Linked DNA regions of Mus musculus: region 2 is linked to region 1. Evidence: chromatin contacts called from public promoter capture Hi-C data. All regions are on one chromosome and are shown on one strand. Each heading gives the region's core, a stretch centred on a gene start, on an enhancer-like site or on the middle of the called end of the contact. The rest is flanking DNA. Distances are from core to core; before and after follow the strand shown.

Region 1 (6,906 bases), core at 1,832-4,331:
CCTTCATGTGGGAGTGCTGCAGCGGGTGCACACCCGTAATATATAAATGAAGTACAATTTAGTTAAAAAACAAAAAGGCGCCCGGCGATGGTGGCGGTGCACGCCTTTAATTCCAGTACTTGGGAGGCAGATTTCTGAGTTCGAGGTCAGCCTGGTCTATAGAGTGAGTTCCAGGACAGCCAGGGCTACACAGAGAAACTCTGTCTCGAAAAAACAAAAACAAAAACAAAAACAGAAAAAGAAAAAGAAAAAACCCAAAAAGGCCAGGGAAACCTCGTAAGCATGAGGGAGGCTGAACTGACAAGGAGAGACCGAGGCAGCCTGTGAGGGGCAGAGTAACAGGGGCAGGGGATGAAAAACCAAGGCCAACCTGCTTGATGGGACTTGGTGACAGCCTCTCATGTCTCCCTCCCTTCCCAGGGCACTGGAGTTAGGTGTATCCTTCTACTTTGGTAGTCACTGTGTGGACAGCTGAAAACAGGCACTCAAGAGTGCTTGGAGCAGACAGGGAAATGGGTCTCCCAATATGGACTTCCCCACATTCCTATCCTCAGGCCTGGGTCACCTTTCCTGCCCTGCACCCATGCATGCATAAACACACAAACACACAGAAGTATTCAGTGCCCACAGCCAATTCAACAACTCATCAGGGTCCTTGGATTCCTCAGCAGAAAACAGGAGTTGGGAGAGGAGAGGAGGGTAGGAGAGGGCAAGGAAGAGAGAGACAGGAACGAAGAGACACACACGCAGAGGCAGAGATGTACAGATAGAGAGACAGACAGACATCCTCAGAGTCCCAAGGGGACCAAAACACACCCTCCACACTCTTTGGCAGAATGGAGGGAGTGGCTTATCAGGCATCTGTCCTTAGCCCTAGGTGTGCAGGGACACCAGGGAAGGGAAGCAGAGCTGGGCCCATGTGCACAGCAGCCCAGACGGAGTGGCATTAGCCTGAACAAAGGAGGCCTGAGCCTCAGGAACAAGAGCCGTTCCCTCGCCCCCACAGCAACCGTGCATCCATCATCTCAGCACACGCCTGTTCTGTGGGTACACCTGAGTCCTTCACACACACCTTGCCCTCCAAGAGCTAGGCTCACATGGGCTCTCTTCTGCCTTGGAGGAGGTCTGGAGTCTCAGTGTGACTTTGAGTGGGGGGTGCTAAGATCCCCTGAGGACTGGTGTATCTTTGTTGTATGGGGTGGGGTGGGGGGGTGGGGGGAGATTCCAGTGGGGTGCCACCCTGCCCGCTCCACCTTCAGTCTGTCCCTTTCCCTTTCAGCAGCATCCTCTCTCCACTCATAGATTCTGCCCTTTGTTTTCCTCCCCGATCAAATCCCCAAGGCTTTTTTGGTCATTAACCTCCTGCCTTAATTGGTTTAGTGAGGAGGAAATCAGAGATGGGGCAAACTCTGGGGGGAATCTGGTTTCAGTGAGGACAGGAAAGCTGCAAACAGCTGTTAGCCCCACCGTCACCTGGTCTCCAGTAGAAACTTTCTCCAAAGAAACTCCCAGCGCCCAAGTCCAGGTTCCTGGGAGAGAGGTGAACAGGAGTCAGAAGCCTTCCTCCACTCCTGCTGGAAGGCGAGAGCATCCACTCCCATAAAGTCCTCCATGTGGGGCACCTCCTCCCCTACTCTAGCTAGCCAGGTCCCTCAGCTCAAAGTTCTCCTTCACCATCTATACCGAAGGGGGAGAGCCACAACTCTCATACCCACCGACCACTCAGCTCAGACTCCAGCCTTCCCAAATGCTGTGCAAACGCACTTTCCAAAAATCAGCTTATAAGGACCGGGCCTGAGCTCAGCCCTCCTGGCCTTTGGCCTCACTGTGCCTCCTGACATCCCCATTGTCAATCTACTGCCCTACCTTCATGCAAAACTTTTCCTCTAGACTAGCTCAGATTTCCCAAAGGAAACCCCTCGGGCAGGGGCGGGACTCCTACCCACCCAGCATACCCATCTACTGTGATCCAACTTGGGGAGGTGACTCCTTGAGCCTGACCACAAGACCTTTAGATCCCATCCCTCTCTTGAAAGAAAAACAAAAACAAAAACCAGAAGATACAGAGTAGGGGGGAAGTAAAAAAGAAAGAAAGAGAAAAGAATGCAGTACACTCTAACTCCCCTCTTAACAGTCAAATCTTAAAAGCTTATTTATGATCTCTTTCGCCATATTTCTAGGGTTAAAAGGGCTGAATTACTGGTTTATAAAGGAGGCAAAGGAAACAGCGAAATGACCGTCCTAAGGGACAAAAGATTTCCTCCACTATATTCGAGGCTCAGGTCTAAAAAAGTAAAAATAAAAAACCTGGGTTCTCAGGGGCCCCCAATCTCACTCCTGTTACTCAAGGTTCAAGGCTCCAAATTAAGCCATACGAAGCCTCTAGGACCCTTCTGGCTTCCCGGATCAGCCCCCACCCCCATCCTCTCCCTCCACGCCTCCTCATCCTCCCCGGGTCACTGCACGGACCACGGGGGCACGAACTAACTCACCTCCCAGTCGTGGCCTCTGAGATCCCGGAACTGGGGGGCTGGGGGAGGGGGAAGGGCTTGCTACCTCCGAGAAGAGAGGGAACCACATCCTCTACCGGGGGTCCCACCCCCAACCGAACGCCCCTTCCTGGCCCCCACACAGCGCAGAGACCTGCTCCTCCCACTGTAGCGGCCGCGGGCTTTGTCTGCTCCACCAGCTCTCTCCCAGAGGCCCGAGCCCGTGGACTCCGCGATCGCGCGCGGGAGGAGGGAGGGCACTGCAGCCACGAGGCCGCTCCGCCCCGGCCCTCATTACCATAAGAAAGAGGCCCGGGACCCGCGGGCAGAGGAGAAACGCCTTTCCACACCCGCTCCCTTCCCGCATACTGCCAGCTCCTAAAATTTCTCGGACCACAACTCCCAACCCACCCGAGGCTTTTCCCGTGACCAGTGGGCAGAGCCCGAGGGGCGCAATCCCCTTCTTGCCCGGGTTGAGGAATTCCTCCCCGCGCCCGAGGGCGGGAAACTACAACTCCCGGCATGCCCCGGGCGCCCCCGGCGCGCCCCCCTCCCGTCAGTTCCATGCTGCTCCATCCAGTTCATTTAAAACAAAAGAGTTTGAGCGCTGGAAGGGGCTGGGCTCTATTGGGGGCCACTGAGCGACGCTCCGGGACTGGGGCTCGGTGCGGGAACCTAAGGGGGCGTCTGCTCGGCGGAGGGTAGAGACTCTGGGTCCGAGGCGGAGGGGTGGGGGCTAGGGCCCGCAGCCCCCCACCCCACCCCGTCACCCCGGAGCGAGAGGAGATCTGCTTTCTTGGTTTTGCTTCTTTTCCCCCACCCCCACCCGGGGGCTGGGGCGAGGGGAGTCAGGTTACAGGGTGCTTGGGGAGGGGGGCTTAGGGGTGGGTCTATCTTTCTATCTCGCTTTCTTCCCCCCTCCCCAGCTCTTTGTTCCCCCTCCCCACACACCCCCTCCTCTCCTCTCCCCTCCCCTCCTCTCTCCTCTTCTCCCTTCCACCACCTCTCTCTCTCCCTCTCTCCCCCAGCTTTTGTTTCGCCATGCCTAGTCTAGTGGTATCTGGAATAATGGAAAGAAATGGGGGCTTTGGAGAACTAGGATGTTTCGGGGGAAGCGCTAAGGACCGAGGGCTGCTGGAAGACGAGCGCGCCCTTCAGCTGGCTCTTGATCAACTCTGCCTCCTGGGTTTGGGGGAGCCCCCCGCCCCCACGGCGGGCGAGGACGGGGGAGGTGGGGGGGGCGGCGCCCCCGCGCAGCCGGCCGCCCCCCCGCAGCCGGCCCCGCCGCCGCCGCCCGCGGCGGCCCCGGCCGCCCCGAGCGCGGCCCCCGCGGCGCAGACGCCCCAGCCCCCCACCGCCCCCAAAGGGGCGAACGACGCCAAGCTCTGCGCGCTCTACAAAGAGGCCGAGCTGCGACTGAAGGGCAGCAGCAACACCACGGAGTGCGTTCCCGTGCCCACCTCCGAGCACGTGGCCGAGATCGTGGGCAGGCAAGGTAAGCGGGCGTCTGGACACTGCGAGGGTTGGAGTGGGGGCTTGCTGTCCCCGGCACGGAAAGTTCATCGCTTCCTTCTTTGCGCGCCTCTGGCTCTGTCCCTTCCCGACAAAGGGGGCCCCGCCCCCTGCCCAGATTCCAAGTGCCACAAAGTTCCCTGCTACCCCTAGTCGGGACGACTCTCGGGACCCTTCCTCCCCTGGGGCTCCGCCCGTAGACAAAGAAATATCCTGGAACTGGGAGAGGAAAGGGGAGGGGGAGCTGCCTCCCAATCCCAGGGTCTGTGCGGAGGGGGTGTCGGCTCCTGGCTGGAAGGACTGACGGAATGTGCAATTACTTGGGAGCCCCTACTCTAGTTTCTGCTTGTATACTGGGGAGGGGGCACTCCTGGGACCTTCTGCTGTTGGAGTTGGGGACTCTGAGGGAGACCTAGTCCACGAAGCCCGACTGAAGAGCTGCCTCTTTGTTGGGCTGAGTGTAGGAATGAAAGGGGGTGTGGCCCAGGGGAGGGTCCCAGTCTGGGGAGAGGTGATGAGGGAGCCCTTGGCAAAGAGGGGTCCCTTGGTCGCTTACACACCGAAGTTGGAGGGCCCCTGTGTTTGGGGAGGGGAATTTCTGAGGAAGTACCAGTCTTGGCGTGGGCCTCTCCTCCTCCGTCTTGCTTTTGTTCTGGGCTGGCCACGGCCTGGAGCTAGGGGTCTGCAGAGAAGTCTCTGAGTGAATTCATGGGACAGGCCAGGAAGGGCATGTCGGTGAAGGGGGACAGGACAGAAACCTCCACTTGGAATATGGGGGGGGGGTGCGTGTCTGGGTGTGCTGGGAGGGGTGTTGAATTAAGCCAATGGAGTATGTTACCACACCCTCCCAGCCCAGCATCCCTGGATGGGTGGGAGTGTTGGTAAGGACCCAAATTGAACAACCTGGATCTTAGGGACCCTTCCCCTCCTAGCTTCTTGTGGGGGGGGGGCGGGATTTGGATATGGCAAAGGGGCTGGGCTGGGAGGTGGAGTGGGGGGAGGAGCTGTCCCACGGTGGGGAACAATGGAGGGGCTGCATTCCGCGGGAGTAAAGAAGAAGGCCAGTTCCTGGCAGTGGAGGGGAGGCAGGCTGGGGCCCCTACCACATATTCCACTTCATCCATCCCAGTGTTGGGGCTGGAGGATTTGGAGTGGAGGAGGGGAACTTGCCCCTCCCCTGCACAGCGCCCCCTCCCTCAATCTCTTGGGGGTTTCTGGTTTAGAAAGTTGGATTTCCCCTCCTTGTCAAACCCTGGAGATTCAGAGCCTGGTGTTGGGTGGGGATATTAATAACTTTACTTGGGTGAGGTCGTGGAAGGCACCAGGATTTAATGGGGTCCTTTACTCTTCTGCTTCCTTCACAAATGTGTCTAACCATCATAAAAGTAGAGCTTGTCCTAGTAGAATATTGTCAGAGAACAGAAGTTCTCCCTTCCCCATTCTGTAAGCAGATGGAAGTCCTTTCACCTCCCTCGTGCTGCTGCTCCCTCTCTGACTTTGACCTCTACTTCTACGGAAGCTTCTTCAGGGTTGCAGAACCCAAGATGCTGAGGCTGATACGTTCTGTACAGCCCGGCCTCAGGCTTTCTCCCTTGGGTTTGTCCTTCCAAACTCCAGATCTCCCAAAGACACCTAACTCCCTATGAAGTTAGTTTTTGGATTCAAAACTTAGGAGCCAGAACCTAGGTGCCCATCGGGGTGGCACATAATAAACAGAGGTGGCAGAAAGTATTGTTCTTCTATCCTCCAAGCCTCAGGAACCAAGCCACCATCCAGATATTAAAGCAGCAAGGCTGTGGGCTTGGCAACAAGTAGGACTTCTTATCTGCCAACAGGTCTGAAAAGAAATGGGGGTTACATTTTTCCTTCCTACTATATGTTAGGTACATTCCTAACCCACTGAGTCCCACCAATTCATTAGGGTTAGAAAAGACACTTTGGGAATGGAGGAAGGAGGAGAAAGAACAAGCAAGCTCACCAGAGGCCTGCAATTGGGGCAGTTACAGGAGCAGCCTTATGGCTTTGGATGGGTACATGAGGAAGGGCACGCAGCACTGAGATGTGCCTGAGGAACTCAGGGATTCTGCCTGTGAGAGTGGGGCAAAGGTGTGGGTGTGTACTAATGTACAGTCTGTGCGCTGGGCTAAAGTGAGATGGAGAGAGCCTGTGGACATGTGAAGAGGTGTTCTGCTCCACCCTACAGTATTGCTTGGATGAAGGCACTCTCATTGCCTTAGGCCCCAAGGCCCCTGAACTCTGAAGGAGGGCTAAGACACAGAGGCTCTGTAAAGCCAGGCAAGTCCACCCAGCCTGAGGTCTGCAGACTTTTCTGACGGGCATTCCTGCTTTCCCCCTCCTCTTCTCTTTGTCTCGCTTTTCTTTCTCTTCCTGCCTCTCCCAGCCTCCCAGCTCTAACCTGATCCTCCTTCAAAGCAGGAGCTGGGGTCCAGAAATGCTCAGTTCCCCTCTCCTCAACCTCCAGGACATCTCAGTCCTGCCCTGGGCGTCAGGCAGGGAGGACAAGAGGACAAGAGGACAAGAGGACAGGCCTTAGGTCCTCTGGATGATACTGTCTTCCTACTTCTCCCTGAGATTCTGACCCCTTGAGCCCCACCCCCACCCCCCACACTGAATCAGGGGCTGCTAATGCTTTATGGTGTGGAGAAGCACAGAGATTATGTGGTCTCCCCACCTCCCTCCTGCTGCCCCTGGTTTAGTGTTTCTCTGATTTTGGTCTCTACTTCTAGGGATGCTAGGAGGGCCTGGGGAGGTCGCAGCACACAGTAGCCAATGTCCCTGGGTGAGCTAGAGGACAGACTCTTTTAATGAATGGAAGTCACATGAGTAGACTGGGTTAATGAGTGCATTGGAGCTTTGAGCAAAGACCATGAGCAGTCACTGAGAG
Region 2 (6,906 bases), core at 1,246-3,745, 7.3 Mb after region 1:
AAACACACCACAGCCAAACCAAACAAAGCAAGAGCTGGAAAGACCTCACTGGCTACAAGGGCACCTCTCTCTCTTCCAGCACCCAGGTCAGTGGCTCACAACTTCCAGAACTCCAGCTCCAAGCAGGCCAATGCTTCTAGCCTCTGGCAACCTGCACTCAAGTGCACATGCCCACATACACACACATCATTAGAGATGAAATAAAAAGGCATGCCAGGCTACGGAAGCCTAAAAGAACTAGAGTGGTACAGTATCATCTGGACGGACTAGTCTCCACCCACAATGTAGTGTCCAGACAGTTCTCCACGGAGCCTCTCCTCTCCAGCCGTGTCACTGTGTTTAAGTGGAGGTGTAGGTTTGTTTCTGTCACATGTGTGACCTGCAGAGGGCAGGCAGGAGAGTGTACTGGATCCCTAACATCAGTTGTTGGTACTGGGAACCAAACTTGGGTCCTCTGCAAGAACTGCAAGCATTCCTGATCACTGAGCCATCTCTCCAGCCCCTAGCTCTATGTGTCTGCTTATGCTATAACTCTTTGGAACCTGAAATGCCTTCTCATCCATGACTTATTTCTTCAAGAGCACAATTAGAATCCATCTTTGCTAGCCAGGCACGTAAACAATATCAAACACACGATCAACCTCAGCATCTGGGAGACGGAGGCAGGAGGATCAGGAATCAAGGTAATCCTTGGCTACACTGCCCATTCTAGGCCAGCCTGAGCTACATGAGATGAACAAAAATCACAGAGGAATTAATCCTCTCTAGTAGCCTTATTCCACAGATACTGGCTCAGCTGAAATGCACCATGCCTCTGCTTCTTGTTTCTCATTCCCCTCCCAGACTTTTTTTTTTTTTTTTTTTTTTTTTTGACATGAGGAGGGGTCATCTGAGACTGAGTCTAGTCACCATCATCTAAATTATTCTCAAATTCTTCCTGTCTCTACCTCCCAGGTGCTGGGATTACAGTGTGCCCAGCAGTTTTTCGGGGTCTTTGGATAGAACTCAGATTTATCATCAAGGGATGATAGCTGCTTGTTGGATAAGCTCCATCGAGCTGAATTTGGAGAACTTCATTTTTAGGATAATAAACTGAAGGGATAAGAAGTGTCCAGAGGGGCTGGAGAGATGACTCAGTAGTTAAGAGCACTGGCTGCTCTTCCAGAGGCCTTGAGTTCAATTCCCAGCTACCACATGGTGACTCACAACCATCTGTACTGAGATCTGGTGCCCTCTTCTGATATGCAGGCATACATGCAGGTAGAACACTGTATGCACAATAAATAAATTTAAAAGAAGAAGAGGAGGAAGAAGAAAGAGGAGGAGGAGGAGGAAAAAAGGAGGAGGTGGAGGTGGTGGTATTCAGAGCCTACACAGAGCTGGCACCAGTGGTAGGCTTTATGAGGTGGTAGGCTGGGTGCAGGATCACCTCACATTTCCCACGGCTGGTCCAGGCAAGACTCGACTCATTTTACCTGTTCAGGGTCCGGTAGGCACCTTCCACGTTCCCCTCCTGAACCATCACTGTCCTGGCAATGAACTTCAGATGTTTAGCCATGGCCTCGTATTTAAATCTTCATTCTTCCGGGACTACAGACTGGACATCGAGCATGGAAACCAGAGACTCAATGTAAGAGAACAAAGCCCAACAGAGTCACAACTTACCATAGGTAGTTTTTATTTAATTTAGCAACAGAACCAGCTTGAGATCCACAGAACTGGGCTGGAGGAATTCTCCATATCTTAGTAAGTACAAGTAAGTCTGGAGAGATGGCTCAGTAGTTAAGAGGATCCAAGTTCGATTCCCAGTACCCACAGGGTGGCTCACAACACATACAGTCCCAGGGAATCCAACACCCTCTTCTGACCTCTGTGATGCACAGACATACATGCAAGTAAAACACTCACACACATAAAATATAAATAACTTTTTTTTTTAATGAAAAAGTACAAGCAAATTGTTAGCAACATTTCTTTCACTACGCAGTGATATGGCTTAGCAGGTAAAGGCGCTTGCCACCAAGCCTGATGACCCGAGTTAGAGCCCTGGATCCTTACGGTGGAAAGAGAGGACAGACTCCTGCAAGCTGTCCTGACTTTCGCCCCTCCCAACCCCCCGGTCACACCAAGAAATAATTAAAAGATAATTGCCGGGCAGTGGTGGCCCACGCCTTTTATCCCAGCACTTGAGAGGCAGAGGCAGGCGGAACTCTTGAGTTCGAGGCCAGCCTCGTCTACAGAGCCAGTTTCAGGGCAGCCAGGGCTACATAAAAACACTCTCGAAAAAGCAAAGCAAAGCAAACCAAAAAATAGGTTTCCGCTGAGAGTTAGAAAGAACTCTTCGTCCGCCTCTAGGCACCACGCGAAATCTTGCCCTCCCGCCATACTCGCTTTGCAGCTCAGTGAACCCCCCCACACCCCTCGAGCTCCCTACCTGGGGCCTCTGAATTCGGACTCCGGGTCTCTGCGGACCGGAAGCGGAAGCTACGGAGTCCCGCGACGGGAGGAAGCTACGCTGCAGGGCTCAGCCGACTGCAGCTCCGCTTACCGTCTGACCTTGCGAAGGTTCGGTGCTGAGCGCAGGCGCTGGACTTTCCGCCTGACAGTCAAAGGAACAGCGTCCTCACCTTCCTATGGAGGAGTCGCGGTCGTCGGGTCTGCGAGAAGGTCAGCCCGATCCGTAGCTCTAATCCTGTTAAACTTTTACTAGATTTGAGCGATTTCGTTTTCTGGATGGGAAATGGGAAGCGTCCTGAGAATATTTTCTATTTAAAAAGGACAGATCTGCTCACCGGGTGAAAAAAATGGCTCCACACCCCCTAATCTGCCTAAAAGTTAAGAAAAGAAATTACATACTGTGAGTTTCCCATTGCATCAGCTACCTAAGCCATTTCATTAAATAAAGTAGAATCAAAAAGAAACAAATGGGAAACGCCTGCAGAATTTTAAATCAAAATATTGTTGTTTTAATGCCAACTTTGCCATTTGTTGCCTTGTAAGATCTAGTAGAATTTTTTTTTCTTCCATACGTCTGGACAACCCTATGTGTATGTTATCCCCACATCTCCATATATGGTTATTTACATGGGTTTAGAAGTATCCATATACAGAAAAACCTACCCACAACACACACAGATGCACCCTCATCTGTTACTTCTTTAAGGGATTTGCTTTTATTTTGTGTGTGTGTACGTGTGCCTGCGTGTATGTATGTGCACCGTGTGCGTGCGTGCGTGCAGGAGCTCAAGAAGGATTGGAGAGGTGTTGGGGCCCTGGAACTGGAGTTAATAGGAGGCTCTGAGCTGCCATGTGGGTACTGGGAACAGAACCTGGGTTCTCTGCAAGAGCAATTAATTTTCTTAACCACCGGGCCATCTGGCCAGGTCATTATCAGTTAATAGGTATTCACACAAAATTTAAGCCTGCCTCGTAGTAAGCCAAATCCAAAGTCCCAAACTGAAGCTAGACACCTTTGTGCTTGTCAGCAAACCTAATTGAATGACTGTCCTCTGCTAAGCACTGCTGATACTATTCCAGTGTCTCTTGTACAACTGACAGTATGTAGACACAATTTTAGGCCCAGTCGCATATAATAAGTGCAAAATTAATTCTATGGACAGTACGTAATCCGTTAGAAAGGAGTTCTAGCTTCAGATTCTAAGCATCAGCAGACGTATGACTTTGAACAAGTTACTCAGACTAGGGGTCTGCACTTTTTGTCTAAATAAAAATATTGGAATACTACCATGTTTATTTGTTGATATTATACGGCTCTCTTGGGCTATAGTGGTAGACTTGGGTAGAAGAAATGGAGATCTGTGACCTACAAATACTTATAATCTAGATCTTGCTAAACATGAACTTTCAATCTGGCTTCTTATTTGTAAAATGATGCTAACATCTACTCTGTTGGTCTCACAAAATTGGTCATAAGAATCGAATGGGCTCACAGTCAGCTATTGGATGGATCACAGAGCCCCCAATGGAGGAGCTAGAGAAAGTACCCAAGGAGCTAAAGGGATCTGCAACCCTATAGGTGGAACAACAATATGAACTAACCAGTACCCCCAGAACTCGTGTCTCTACCTGCATATGTAGCAGAAGATGGCCTAGTCGGCCATCATTGGGAAGAGAGGCCCCTTGATATTGCAAACTTTATAAGCCCCAGTACAGGGGAACAGCAGGGCCAAGAAGTGGGAGTGGGTGGGTAGGGGAGTGGAGAGGGGAGGGTATGGGGAACTTTTGGGATAGCATTTGAAGTGTAAATGAAGAAAATACCTAATTAAAATATATATTTAAAAAAAGAATCGAATGGGATATAATGTAAGATAATTCATTAATTTTTGTTTTAATTTTAAGGTTTATTTTATTATTATATGTGTATGAGTATTTTGCTTACATGTATGTGTGTGCCTACATGTATGTGTATGTGTGTTATGTCTGTGCCTGGAGGTCAGAACAGAACACTGAATCCCTTGGGCCTGGAATTACAGATGGTTGAGAGCTACCATGTACATGCTGGGAATTGAACTTGGGTCTTCTGCTAGAGTAACAGGTGCTCTTAACTGCTGAGCCAACTCTTCTCCTCTTGTTATCATTTTCTTTTTTACTAGACTGAAAAAAAAGTTTTTATAAATGTATATGGGGGGTGTTGTCTACATGCATGTCTGATGTCCAGAAAAGCCTGAAGAGAGCATCAGATCCACTGGATCTGGATTTACAGATGTTGTAAGCCATCATATAGGTGCTGGGAATCTAACCTGGGTCCTCAGTAAGAGCTGTCAGTACTATCAACCTCTGAGCCTTCTGCCCAACTGCAATGCCCCTAAGTTTTAAGCCTAGATATCTAGAAAAATGTTGGCATCATATATTTCATCAACAGAAGAGGAGTCATTGTGTGTGTGTGTGTGTGTGTTTGTATGCATGTGTGTGCACTCGTGCAGGTGTATGCATGTGTACATGTGTACAAGAGCTCCCATAAAAGCTCATGTGTGGGGGCTGGTGAGATGGCTCAGTGGGTAAGAGCACCCGACTGCTCTTCCGAAGGTCCAGAGTTCAAATCCCAGCAACCACATGGTGGCTCATAACCACCCGTAACGAGATCTGATGCCCTCTTCTAGAGTGTCTGAAGACAGCTACAGTGTACTTACATATAATAAATAAATAAATCTTTAAAAAAAAGAATAATAATGATACATTTTTTTAAAAAAAGCTCATGTGTATGTGTCATAGCACATGTATGGAGGTCAGAGGACAACTTGCCAGAATTGTTCCCCTCCTGGCACTGGGTGGGTCCCATGTCTGAGTCTGAACTCAGATCATCAGGCTTAGTGGTGGGAGACGCCATTACCCACTGAGCTATCTCACCAGGTCTTTTACTTTATAGATGTGTGTGTGTGCGCGCATGTGTGTGTGTGCGCGCACATGTGTGTGTGTGTGTTCGTTCTTGTGTGCCCATGTGTGCATGTATGTGCAGACATATGTACACGTGCATGTTCCTGGGCATGCCCAGAAGAGGGCATCAGATCTCTCAGAGCTGTATAGCTGTGGGATGCCCTGGCCTGGCTTACTAAATGGTTTCTGGGATTCTGACTCCAATCCTTATGATGAGATGGCGACTGCTCTTGACTGCCTAGCGGTCTCTCCAGTGTTCCTCACACGTCTTTTAAAACAGGGTCTAGGTTGGTCTGGAAGAAGATGTGTAGCTGATGATGACCCTCCATCAGCTTACGATCCTCCTGCCTCACCTCCCAGGGGCTGAGATGACATCCACGTGTACCCATGGCTTTGTGCGTGAACCACCAGCACTGTATGGCGCTACCTCCACAGCCATAAAATGCTAACATTTTAATAAATTTTTAGCTAATTGAAAGTATTTGGACTTATTGTATATGTATGAGTGTTTTGCCTGCATGTATGTGCACCATAGGAGGTCAGATATCCTGCAACTGGAATTACACAGGTTTGTGAGCCACCATGTGGGTACTGAAATCAGAATTTTGGTCCTTTGCAAGAACAATGGGTGCTCTTAACGGCTGAGCATCTCTATAGCCCTCTGTAATTGAAAAACAACAAAGACTTCTCTCTCTCTCTCTCTCTCTCTGTGTGTGTGTGTGTGTGTGTGTGTGTGTGTGTAAGCCTACATAGTTATGTGCATGTGCAGAGGTAGGAGGACAACTTACAGGAGTTGGTTCTCTCCTCCCACGGTGTGGAATCTGCATGTCCAGTTCAGTAAGGCTTGCCTACAAGAGCCTTTATCTGCTGAGCCATATTGCTGGCTCCTTCAGTCATTTTTTTTTTTTTGTATAAGTGATATACCAATATACAAATGAACTCCCCAGCAGAAATGCATACAATCAGTTTACCTTCTTAGGACAGATGATGCAAAGTTAAGATGATTTATGATGTTCAGTTAAATCCCAAAGCTTCCCCAAAGACCTGCAGGCCATTTTGTTTACTGATGGTTTCACCTGGTGTAACTTGTTAGCCTAGCTTGACTCTATGAGCAGCAGAGGAGCATAAAAGCCCAGCAGAGATCTTCTACTGAAACTTACATGTAAACTTGACAGTTTGATTCAGAGACTTTGTATCCCAAGGTGCTGGATAAGATGATTGAATATATATATAGAAAAACCAAGACTGGAGCCTCAGAGCACACCCACACTCTGGTAGGTGGAAATGGGGCCATTAAGAAACCTAGAAAGTGCTGCCAGTTGGGTAAGAGGAGAATTGGGACTGTATGTAGTCACAAGATCTAAGGTAGGAAAGTTTCAGAAGGTAGCATTAAGTGTCAAGTGATACAATACACACAGGATTTGTGAAGGCTCCTGGGTTTCACTATTGATTAGGGGGAAGGTATGTTATAAAATACTTTAGTGCTGATTTTGTGAGCTCATTAGTTCCTTT

Evidence for each region. Promoter capture Hi-C pulls out the DNA fragments that hold promoters and counts their contacts.
Region 2: a contact with region 1 is called in a promoter capture Hi-C map of liver, with 3 times the contacts expected there. The contact joins the promoter of Mrps21 here to the promoter of Mex3a in region 1.

The regions. Positions count from the first base shown.
Region 1 is chr3:88,528,865-88,535,770 of GRCm38.p6, forward strand. It overlaps Mex3a (mex3 RNA binding family member A), which reads left to right and starts at 3,082. Exons shown (of 2, transcript NM_001029890.3): 1 at 3,082-3,984. The coding sequence starts at 3,531. It overlaps Gm38618 (a long non-coding RNA gene), which reads right to left and starts at 3,016. Exons shown (of 2, transcript XR_867447.3): 1 at 2,493-3,016; 2 at 402-1,529.
Region 2 is chr3:95,869,019-95,875,924 of GRCm38.p6, forward strand. Mrps21 (mitochondrial ribosomal protein S21) reads right to left here and starts at 2,496. Exons shown (of 3, transcript NM_001355759.1): 1 at 2,435-2,496; 2 at 1,476-1,597. The coding sequence starts at 1,558. It overlaps C920021L13Rik (RIKEN cDNA C920021L13 gene), which reads left to right and starts at 2,504. Exons shown (of 4, transcript NR_040446.1): 1 at 2,504-2,667.